Regions from separate parts of the Gasterosteus aculeatus genome. Here region 1 is linked to region 2. Evidence: chromatin contacts called from public Hi-C data. All regions are on one chromosome and are shown on one strand. Each heading gives the region's core, a stretch centred on a gene start, on an enhancer-like site or on the middle of the called end of the contact. The rest is flanking DNA. Distances are from core to core; before and after follow the strand shown.

Region 1 (4,795 bases), core at 1,198-3,697, 220 kb after region 2:
AACGCTCTTTGGAAAAGCCCAAATTATATAACTTTGAACTTGTTCTTGGCCCCTTGTTCCTTTCTTCCCCCACATCAGCAAGGTTGATTATTAATGGCCTTATTTCTTGACTGAAGACATGCAGTGTGCCCTTCACATGTATAGTCCGACCGATGTTAACCAGGACACAACGGTGTCCGGCAACCCGAATGTGCAGGAAGCGGGACTCCAAAGATCCACTGCATCAAAGATCTCTCGCCAGGTGGGATTCTTTTTACAGTTCCAGGATTAGATTGGAAGTATCAAACTCCTTCTCAGGACGACCTCTCTCCTCAATCAAATATCTAGTAGTGCTCTTCTACGTACGATCCCAGCTTTGTTATGGTCTCCATGATAAGTAAGGGAGGGCAGAACCGGATGGTCCGCAGTCAAAATAAAATACCTTTGCAATGATATCACTTAATTTTTGATGAGTTTGGACGGTCCAGTCTGCATATGTTCAGATTTAAGTACAATACGATACATTTCCCCCCAAAAGACAAGAACAGGTTTATGAATTCATAGGTGTGTAATTGAGCAGAATTTGCTGCTTTATTGCATCTTTCTATTTTTAACAGAGTATTGTGACAATGCAACCAATTGGTGTATTATTGCATATGTTCCCCTTTGGGTGAGGCAGAAAGGTTGCCATGTTGGTGACTATACATCATGGTTCCTCAGAGGTGGGTATATCTTTGTATGCATTTGACCTCAAGTTAACCCTTATCAGCAGACGGGACACTCCCTTTTAGTAATTATTATGAGCATATTAAAGTAGAAAGCGAGGCGCGACAACAAGGATTGCCCATTGTCGGGAACATGTAAAATGCCAGGTCGTGTTGATACATCAACCTGATAAGGGAAGTAACTAAGGCGTGAGCCATCTCACTCACGTCTCATCTTTGTTCAGAGTTGCACATGAGCAGAAATGATCTGGCATTTGCAACCGAGCACTCCGAATTCAGGAAATGGAAGTTTAGTCGAGTGAATTAAAGATTTAGAATATGGTTGATACTCTCAAATGGAACCTCAAAAAGAAATCGGCTCTCAAGATCTGTGTACTATGATTGAGAAAGCAAGTGACCCAATATATATATATATAAAACCTTGGGTGTAATTGTAGACCAGCAAGACTCCATGAGCTTTTTTTCTGTTTTTCATCAATTATCAATCTATCTCTTTGCATCTTGTTACTTTTCTATATGTGACATTTAAAATATGTGACGCCACAAAAAAATCTATTGCTTCAACCAGATACTGTATATAACATAAAATATTGAGCTGTCCAGCGCAACTACTAAACCACGATTGATTAACCTGAGACTAGTCGTTTGTCTCAGGTAATCAATCAGGTTAATCAATCAGTGACAATTAACTGAACTGCAGACTGCTGAACACATTGAGGAGATATATATAGAGAGAGGACAGGTCTTAAGTAGAGGTTGCAAAGATGTAAATAGTTTAATCATTAAACAATTTACATCTTTGCAACCTCGAAAATTCGTGGATTCAACATCTAGCTGATTTGTCAGATAGATGTTGAATCCACGAATTGCACCGTTTTTCAATTTTGGACAACTGCCGTTTTGACAATAAAAAAAGGGTTCGATAGCACCATGTGGTAATTTATGGACCACGTGTATAAAAAATGTTATACTGTTATTGTTATTTTTCCCAGTTGTGTCTAGAATTTTTCCGGTTGTCAGACTGTGCCAGGACCGGTAGAGAACAGGGCTGCTCTGTACATACCTGTGAGGGCTTGTTTATGAGTAACTCACTCACTCCTGTGGCATTCATCACTCACCTTTTACACTTGAGATACAGTGAGATAAAGCCGGTATTATCTGTTAGGAAATCAGGCTGCAGTCTTTTCACTGTAAATTATCTCTGCAGTTAAGATAGTTACTGAATTGCGGTGTATTTGCCAACAAGAGATCTCTACGGATACACAGTAATGTTGTGCCACTGATCTCGAACAATGACCCTCTTTTATCGGTTGGACAGTTTTTAAGAGCTCTAATATTTGTCTTGAGCCGTCCTCTCTATTGACGCATGCCGTCAAGCTTCAGGAATGCCCCATTATTGGAAAAGACGAGTCTTCCGAACTGTCTTTTGATCACCCTTCTTTCACTTGTCCTTACACTGTGCACTGATATCTTATCAATAATCAAAACTTTACCACTACCAAATATGGTCGGAAAATGCTGTGCTGACCAACCAAATCACTCACAGGTCATTATTGTCCCTCACTAACTATGAACCCTGACCTTGCCTATCACTATTTTCAGTAACTGTGTCAGCTGCAGTATCACTCTGGGAATATTCCTACGCCACAGAGATCAAGTCCAACCCCTTATTGTCTTTCTCGCCAATAGTCCTCCTTCTCCACCCACTGCTGAGGTTACCTGTTTAGTTGGTGGGGAGGGCATTGAATGCTTAAAAGCACGCCTTCTGTCCTGAGACGGACTCAATAGGGTCCACATCGCGGCGTGCTGGCGGTACAAGCTGAGATTCCACACAGAGGCACAACAGTTACTGCTCATCGTTCATTTTTCAACTGAGCAAACAGAGAGCGCATTAGCGACGCGAGAGCAGCTGCCGTTACTGGATCAGCTATGCTTGGAGGCATCCTCCCAAATTTGTTGGTCACAGTGACTCTACTCTTTGTAACTCCAACAGTTACTCAGTGCAGGTGGGTGTCAGAATAACTTTAATCTGTCAATTTTAATCTGTTTAATCTGAGATGATGTGTTAATTGAAATATTATTATACGGATCATAGGAATGTCATCATGTTAAAACATATTTGTATTTTGATTTGTGTTGGTTTCATTTTAAGGTCAATAGTATGTTTTATTAGTTATTGGAGAAACATAAAAATCTTTTTTTCATTTCAGGGGTGAAATTGACTTTTCATCAGTTACTTTACCAGGTTGGGGGACAAATTCAGGTATGACGTTTTACTAAGAGTTGTAGACGCCATCATGCATATAATAAACAACAAGGATTAAATTAAAAAAAACATAAATAGAGATACATGCATACTGTACATCCAACTATATTTGATCCCTTTTTTTCTCTTCATAGAATATGTTACACAGTGTGTCTATGACAGCCGTGGCCCTGTGATTTGTGACTGGAATGCAACAGGTACAGATGATTAGCGCAAAAGGGCACCGCAATTGATTGAATTTTTAAAGTCATCAAGATAGGTTACAGTTCAGCTCAGATAGAGTTTTGCTTTGACACCAAGATATAACTTTAGAGTAGTAAACGTCAATGCGGTCCCGCCCTCTCTAAGGGGATTTGGAACATCGGTCCACAGTTCTGTTTTAATCTACAGGGAGGCTATGTGCCTCGCCGTGTATCAACAGCTGATCTGAGGCAGACTAATAATCTTTTATAGTCTGGTGCTCTCTCAGGCACAATGAAAGGAGAGGGCCTACACTTAAGGCTCAAATTTAGCACAAAACACTATAAACAGCAATCTTGGATTTAACGATGATTGCACCAAAACAGATTTGCTTCTTTTTGTATTGCAATAACCACGAAGTTTGCCAGTTCTGATGATAAAAGCACTTTCAGAACCAGTGTAGTTAATAATGTATTTCATCGTTCATATTGTGTGATTTAAAGACAAGCGGAGTGGTCACTGTCATTGAATTATTACCGACAGTGTTTCATTAGACCTTTATGAAAAATCCTTTGAGTCCATTTTATTATGTGGAGGAAAACATTTAGGGTAACACATTTGCTCATTGTCCTTTTCACCTACAGAGGATGGCGTAGTGACAGCTGTAGAGAGTGGTCCACTGAGACTGGAGGGCGAGGCCTGTCTAGAGTTTTGGTACTTAGCCCCAGTTGCAACTAATGGGACAGAACTCCGTGTCCTGCTGAAGAGCAGCGTTGGTCTGAAAGAAATCTGGACCTTGCCTCCCCGTCACAGGGATGCTTGGAGACAAGTATTTGTCCCTTTGGACATCATCAACCCAGGGACACAGGTGAAATGAACAAACCTGTAATTAAACTGTATTGGGTCAAATATACTCAAATATAACCTTGTGCATATTCAAATAGATAATCTGTTTTTACATCAGGTCGTTATCGAAGCAGCATCCACGGAGGGACAGTTTGAATTTAACCGGATGGGTGTAAGGAGAGGCTCATGTGGTAAATATTATTTTGGTCTTCTTGTACAATATTATTATTATTAATATACAGAACAGCTTACTTTTTGGTCTGTTAAATTGAATACAATCACTGTCATACAATGACAATTCTGGTTAGGGACACTTGAATTAGTGTTATTCCTATGACCCTTCCTAAGTGATTGTTTACTCTGTCACATCCCATGTAGGACCCCAGTGTGAATCTGACGCAGAGCTGTGGACGGATGAGTCCACTCGCTGCCTCTGTCCTGGTGGTCAGCTCTCTTGCTCCCCCTCTCAGTGCCCTGAGGGCCAAAGCTGCACCCCTCAAAGAGGGGCATCCACTGCCACTTGCACTGTGCACAGTCACACTGACTGCAGCACTTTTGATGGAGAGGTGTTCCGCTTCATGATGCCCTGCACCTACACGCTGGCTAAGACCTGCTCGCCCTCTGAGGCCATGCCCATGTTCACGGTGGAAGTGGTTAACGAGCAGAGCTGGAACTCGTCGCTGCCGACTGTTCAGCAGGTCGTTGTGAACATGGGGAACTTCAGAGTGTCCCTGCTGAAAAGGGAAACAAGCCGGATTGTGGTGAGTCACTCTAAAAGGGGAATGAAATTTAGGAAGGA
Region 2 (4,964 bases), core at 637-3,136:
TTGCTTATTTCTTTTTGCCCTTAAACCAATTAGACCTAGATAAGCCCGCTCATTTAACCGCCTGGAACCGGGTGGTGGAGGGTTAGAGCAACGGAGGATGAAACTGCGATTAGAGGACGGACCTGGGGAGGGAGGCAGATAAAAAAAAAAGTATGAGCCCACGGAGGGAGGTCAGTGAGGTTCAGAAAAGGAGAGGTTTTCTGTTTTACAAATGAGCATCTTGCAGTTTTAACAAGGCCCCCGAAAGTAAGCAATCACCGGGCCGCCTCGGCTGCGCGGCGGCAACATTCAGTGTAAGAGCTCATTAGTAATGTGCTTTAACCAGTCATTTAGGATGTTGTGTTAAGCACCTGTGCTATTCTAAAGTAAAGCCTCCTCCTCAGGGGCCAAGGGGATGAATATTGTAGCTTCCTGAATAAACAATATTAATGATTTCCTTCGAGACAGATAATAGGCAATAAGGTCAGAACCACACGTCGTTGATACACATTAATAAGGAGCGCCAGCGCCAGAGTGGAGTATCGATTGGAAAGGTTAGAGGAGTGTGCGTTGTGGAGCAATGTTGCAGCATCCATCGGCGGTAGAGACTGGGGTAAAGTGTCCTTCGGCAACACACCGACTTGGCTCCAGAGCTGCTGTCTCATAGCTGATCCACTGCCCCCCCCCCCCACCCGACCCCACCCTTCCCCCGTGGGGAGGTCAGAATCAGCCTGCTGGGTTCATGTCTAATCAGTGCAGCGGGAAGCTGGAATTGCACTGACAGTTTCGTGTGGAATGGAGTTGTGGCGCTGAGAAGATAAGACACGGCCGGTCCACCTGTTGGGACAAGTGTTATTGGTCATTGCTTAAACTTTTATAAGTCGGAAAGCACTTTTGGCCGTTTGGAAATTTCACATTGCATTTGAAATATTGAAAAAAAAATCAGGCTTCAATTGATAGATTCCACGGCGCGTTATGTTTTGCATTATTTTCCCAGGCGCAAGTCGTATTGTCACCTAAACACACTGTAAGTGCTCCCCACGGTTCTGTATCGAAGTTGCCTCACAGACTAAAATCTTGTAATAAAAAAAAGAGTGACTTTGAGAGACTGGTGCGCCGTCGAGTTAAGAAATCGTGGCTGCTGTGCGATGTGAATTGTGCGCGCGTGCGTGCGAGCTCACCAGCTGAGCAGAGGAGGCCGTCTGTGAAAAGAGTCCCGTTGAGTCTCTAATGGATGTAGATGTGTGATTGCTCCTTTCCCCCTGCCTGCCTTGTTTCAAATGGTTAGAAAAGAGAACAACAAACATATGGAGGCAACACAGGCCCACCGGGTCGAGGTGCTAGTGCTGAAAAGACTTATAAAAAGGATTATGTGTGTGAGTGGCTACACGAGTGTACAAGTTTGGGCCAAAAGGCACAACCGCTGATCTGGGACAACCTGAAGTAGAATTCCATCGTTGTTATTATTGTGCTTTCGGGTGCCTGTGTCGTCTGGCAGGGACGGCAGAAATGGCCTCATCCCATAATTGAGGCTTTACTTTTTTCCACAGTGTTAAGATGCGCTTACACGGCCCACTCAGCTATGACGACCCCCAGTGAAACCCCCCCCGCCTGCAGCTTGTGTACCCGCGGTGCTGTAAATGTGTTGTACTGCCTTTTATTGTGAAAGGCTTTTGCTTGCATGCAGTCAATGCGACATCGTGGGAATAGTATGTGGTCTGTGCAGGTTGTTTGAATAGCGTAGTGCGTATTTTCTGTTGGACAGAATGATCACCGAATTGTTTCTCTCTCTCTCTCTTCTCTCTCTCTTCTCTCTCTCTCATGCACACACAGAAACAACACGTGCACATAACACATACACGCACACAATGCTCTCTCACTGCTCACCTTACCCCAGAGACATGTGAGCCTTGGGAAGGCCAGATGGTAGATGCAGGTTGGGGGCTGGTATGCATGCGCACATTTCTGTGTACCTCTCATTGGGAGAGACGAAGGCGAGAGCAGCATGCGGTTTTTCTCTATTTGCAGCCTGGTTGTCTCCCCGGCGCCAAGTGGACATGGTCCTATCCTTCAGTATGCCGTCCGCCTGTGTCTTCTTGCACATTCCTGCGGCCAGAGAGGATTTTCCCGAAGGAGATGCTATCAGCAGTGTTAGGTTCCGCCCGTCCGGCTTTGTGCTCAGGCCCTTTTATCAGAGCAGGTGACTGACTGGCTGCGGGACGAAGGCTCGGGCCTTATCGGTCCCATCTCGGGGACCAGCGGACCCCACCGCATCCGCAACATACGAAACGCATTAGAGCACAGGAGTGAAAGGGATGACGCTCGGGACACAGTTCAACCTCAAACTGTGTGAGTCATCTGTTTTCTGGTGAAAGCCAGTTCCCTCAAAAGGAAAACACACAATATGGACACTCATACACAAACACACACACACAATGAAATACTCATTGTGGCTTAAGAGCACGAACTTAGAAATAAACCCCCGAGCAACTCAGAGTGGAAAATGGCAACGCGAGTAATTGATTGGGAGCAATGACCCAGCCTTCCCACCACTCAAGGATGGTGGTGGGAAAAATGTTGCTTTTTCTCATTCTTTTTCTCTCTCTGGCTCTTTTTCTCCATTATCACCTGTCCTCCAGAGTGGGTGACGGTTGTTCAGTCAGCAGGAAAGGGGAGCCTCTTCGATGTCTGCGCAGTTGAGAGGCGAGAAGCGAAGGCATTGATTATCGAGTCTTATTTCCCAGTGTCCAGGCGACCTTGGGTCGTGGGGCCTCTTTTAGCCCCCGTCCTCCCCAGTCCTCCCTAAATCACCCTAAAACGCCTGTTTTTGACTCGACTTCTCGGCCTTTCTTTTTTTTTTTTTTTTCAATGAATTTTAATTAAACCCAAGTTAAAAGCTGCCCACCTCCTCTTCTAAAAGTTCTTGCCTTGGAATAATTGGTCGTTTCAACTGGTTTCTCTGTTCTTTCGTCTTTTATACCCTTCCTTTTCCCTCACCTGCCCCTCACCCCCGCACCTTTTCTTAGTGGAAAACAGATGCATTTATGAAGCATTATAGGGTTTACTACAAGAGAAAAAAGTGAAATATGAGTCCGAAGTCCGATTCTGAAGACGTAATAGAGGCAGGAACAGGAAGAGGGTTAAGAGGCTGCTGGGGATGAGAGGCTTGTAGAAACAAAGGGCTTCATTTACGATTGTTATAATGAGATCTGTTTTTAAGTCGGACCCAGAATGATTTAATTTGACTTTTAAGCCCATCGGCTCAGGCTTAAGGTCTGCAAACAGGAAGGCCTGGGGGGGGGGGGCAAAGGCTGACTATGGAGTGGGAGGGGGGCAGGTCGAGTGGTGCAGGGGTTTTGTGAGATGACTTTCTATGTGTGGGAAACCTTTTTAAAGCCTACAATCAAACACACTGTTTATACAGCGAATCCCGGCTTTTGGAGTCGAAATGTTCAATATTAGGAAGACGCCGACGTAGAGGAGGGGAAAAAACAACAACTTTGTGGTATTTTTGCATTTTAATTCAATCTGCAGCCTAGAGGAGGCTGCGCTCAGAGGAATTAGAGGCAGAGCGTTAATGTGGCTGAAATTACGGATGGTGACGGAAGCTGCTCCACTTCTGATTAAATAAAAGCCAGCTCCTCCACAGGCCGTTTCACATAGGGACATAGAAGCAGACACACACACACATGCACGCTAGCACAGAAATGCATGAAGAAGAGCCCCAACACTCACACATAGGTCGCTAACACACGCACACACACATGGCTTTGATGTGTGGAGAGGAAATGAGTAGAGACAGAGAGCTAAGGGCTCGGGCCTGGGGCCTGTCCCATTATTAATGAGTTAGTGCCAACTGCTTCTCCCAGGTTCAGGACATGTGGACATATTCCGCCATTCCCAGGCCCCTCTTCTCTCCATAAATGTAATCTCTTATCAAGCATTGGCTTCTTTTGCGATCGAGAGGGTGCAGATAGAGAGAAATTGTGCTTTGTTTCACTGTGCACGTCTGCGCTGTGACGAATGGAAATTGTGTGTTGGAGAGAAATGAAGTGCCGGCGCGGTGCAAAATGGAATGGCAGCTTCTGAGAGGGGCGCTGATGGGCCATTGAGTAGCAATGGTGGGAGGGCAGTTTTCACCCCGCATAACACTGAATCCTCTTGCCAGTCAAATTGCTGCCTGTCCTGTGCAGTCCACTTCTCCTGCTCCCTGAAGAGAGCTTTTTGGAGGGAATTAACTACTGATTTGAAGCATGTAATGGGAGATGAGTGGACACCATGTCTCATCTACCAGCAGTTTCCTCGCTGGCCAGGAGTAAAACTTAAAAACAATAGGGTGAAAGACATTTCTCTAAAAAATCAACTGTGGTTTGTTTGACTTTCAAGTTCTGTTCTGAGAATTCAGGAAAAAGAAGGTAGAAGAAGAAATGTAAATCAAGCATGGCAGGTATTCAAGATGTCAATATCCAATTCTGTTATCTAATACTCAATATTACTAGATACATTCTTCCACAAAGTGATCCTTGCCCACGTTGACCTGTTGACCTTGCCGTCCCTCCGTGAACAGATAGTGAGGGAATGAAAACCATGTAATGCAACCTGCGGTCAAAGCACAACCAAACATAGGTTGATTTAGCAAGTCGATAAAACCAGATATACAAACAGAACTGAAACATTTCCCACTCACTGGATTGTATTTTTGTATAATTCTGTTGTCCATTTAAAGCTGTATGTGCAACCCTTTTTGTTAGAGGCGAGCAGGAGGACGAGGATAAGGACTCATTTGTGTAATAGGAAAGAGGGACAAAGAGACAAGGATGGCCCTGTATCCGCCTAAGATCTTATTTGTGCTAATGAGGAGGCTGGTGGCTCTGGCTTCTAACACTTAAGCACATCCAGCCCTTTAGACTGTGTATGTCCTTGTGCGCGTATCTATGTGAGAGTCCTTGTATGTCTGTCGGGAGTGTGATTTTTCCTTTTGCTTT

Evidence for each region. Hi-C and Micro-C count contacts between places; a contact is called where the count stands out from the background.
Region 1: a contact with region 2 is called in a Hi-C map of skeletal muscle, with 5 times the contacts expected there. The contact joins the promoter of LOC120816499 here to the enhancer-like site in region 2. A contact is called at or near these places in 2 of 6 Hi-C or Micro-C datasets (skeletal muscle and tail fin).

The regions. Positions count from the first base shown.
Region 1 is chr3:2,790,791-2,795,585 of fGasAcu3.hap1.1, forward strand. It overlaps LOC120816499, which reads left to right and starts at 2,448. Exons shown (of 28, transcript XM_040172143.2): 1 at 2,448-2,710; 2 at 2,915-2,967; 3 at 3,105-3,167; 4 at 3,795-4,018; 5 at 4,115-4,187; 6 at 4,375-4,757. The coding sequence starts at 2,634.
Region 2 is chr3:2,569,170-2,574,133 of fGasAcu3.hap1.1, forward strand. The region is part of intron 1 of LOC120816070 (ephrin type-B receptor 1-B); the gene reads left to right. Among protein-coding and RNA genes, the nearest start is that of LOC120816070, 5.1 kb to the left of the region's middle. Within about 2 kb of position 1,887, at least 1 of the 9 cell types and tissues checked has open chromatin away from gene starts, as enhancers often do.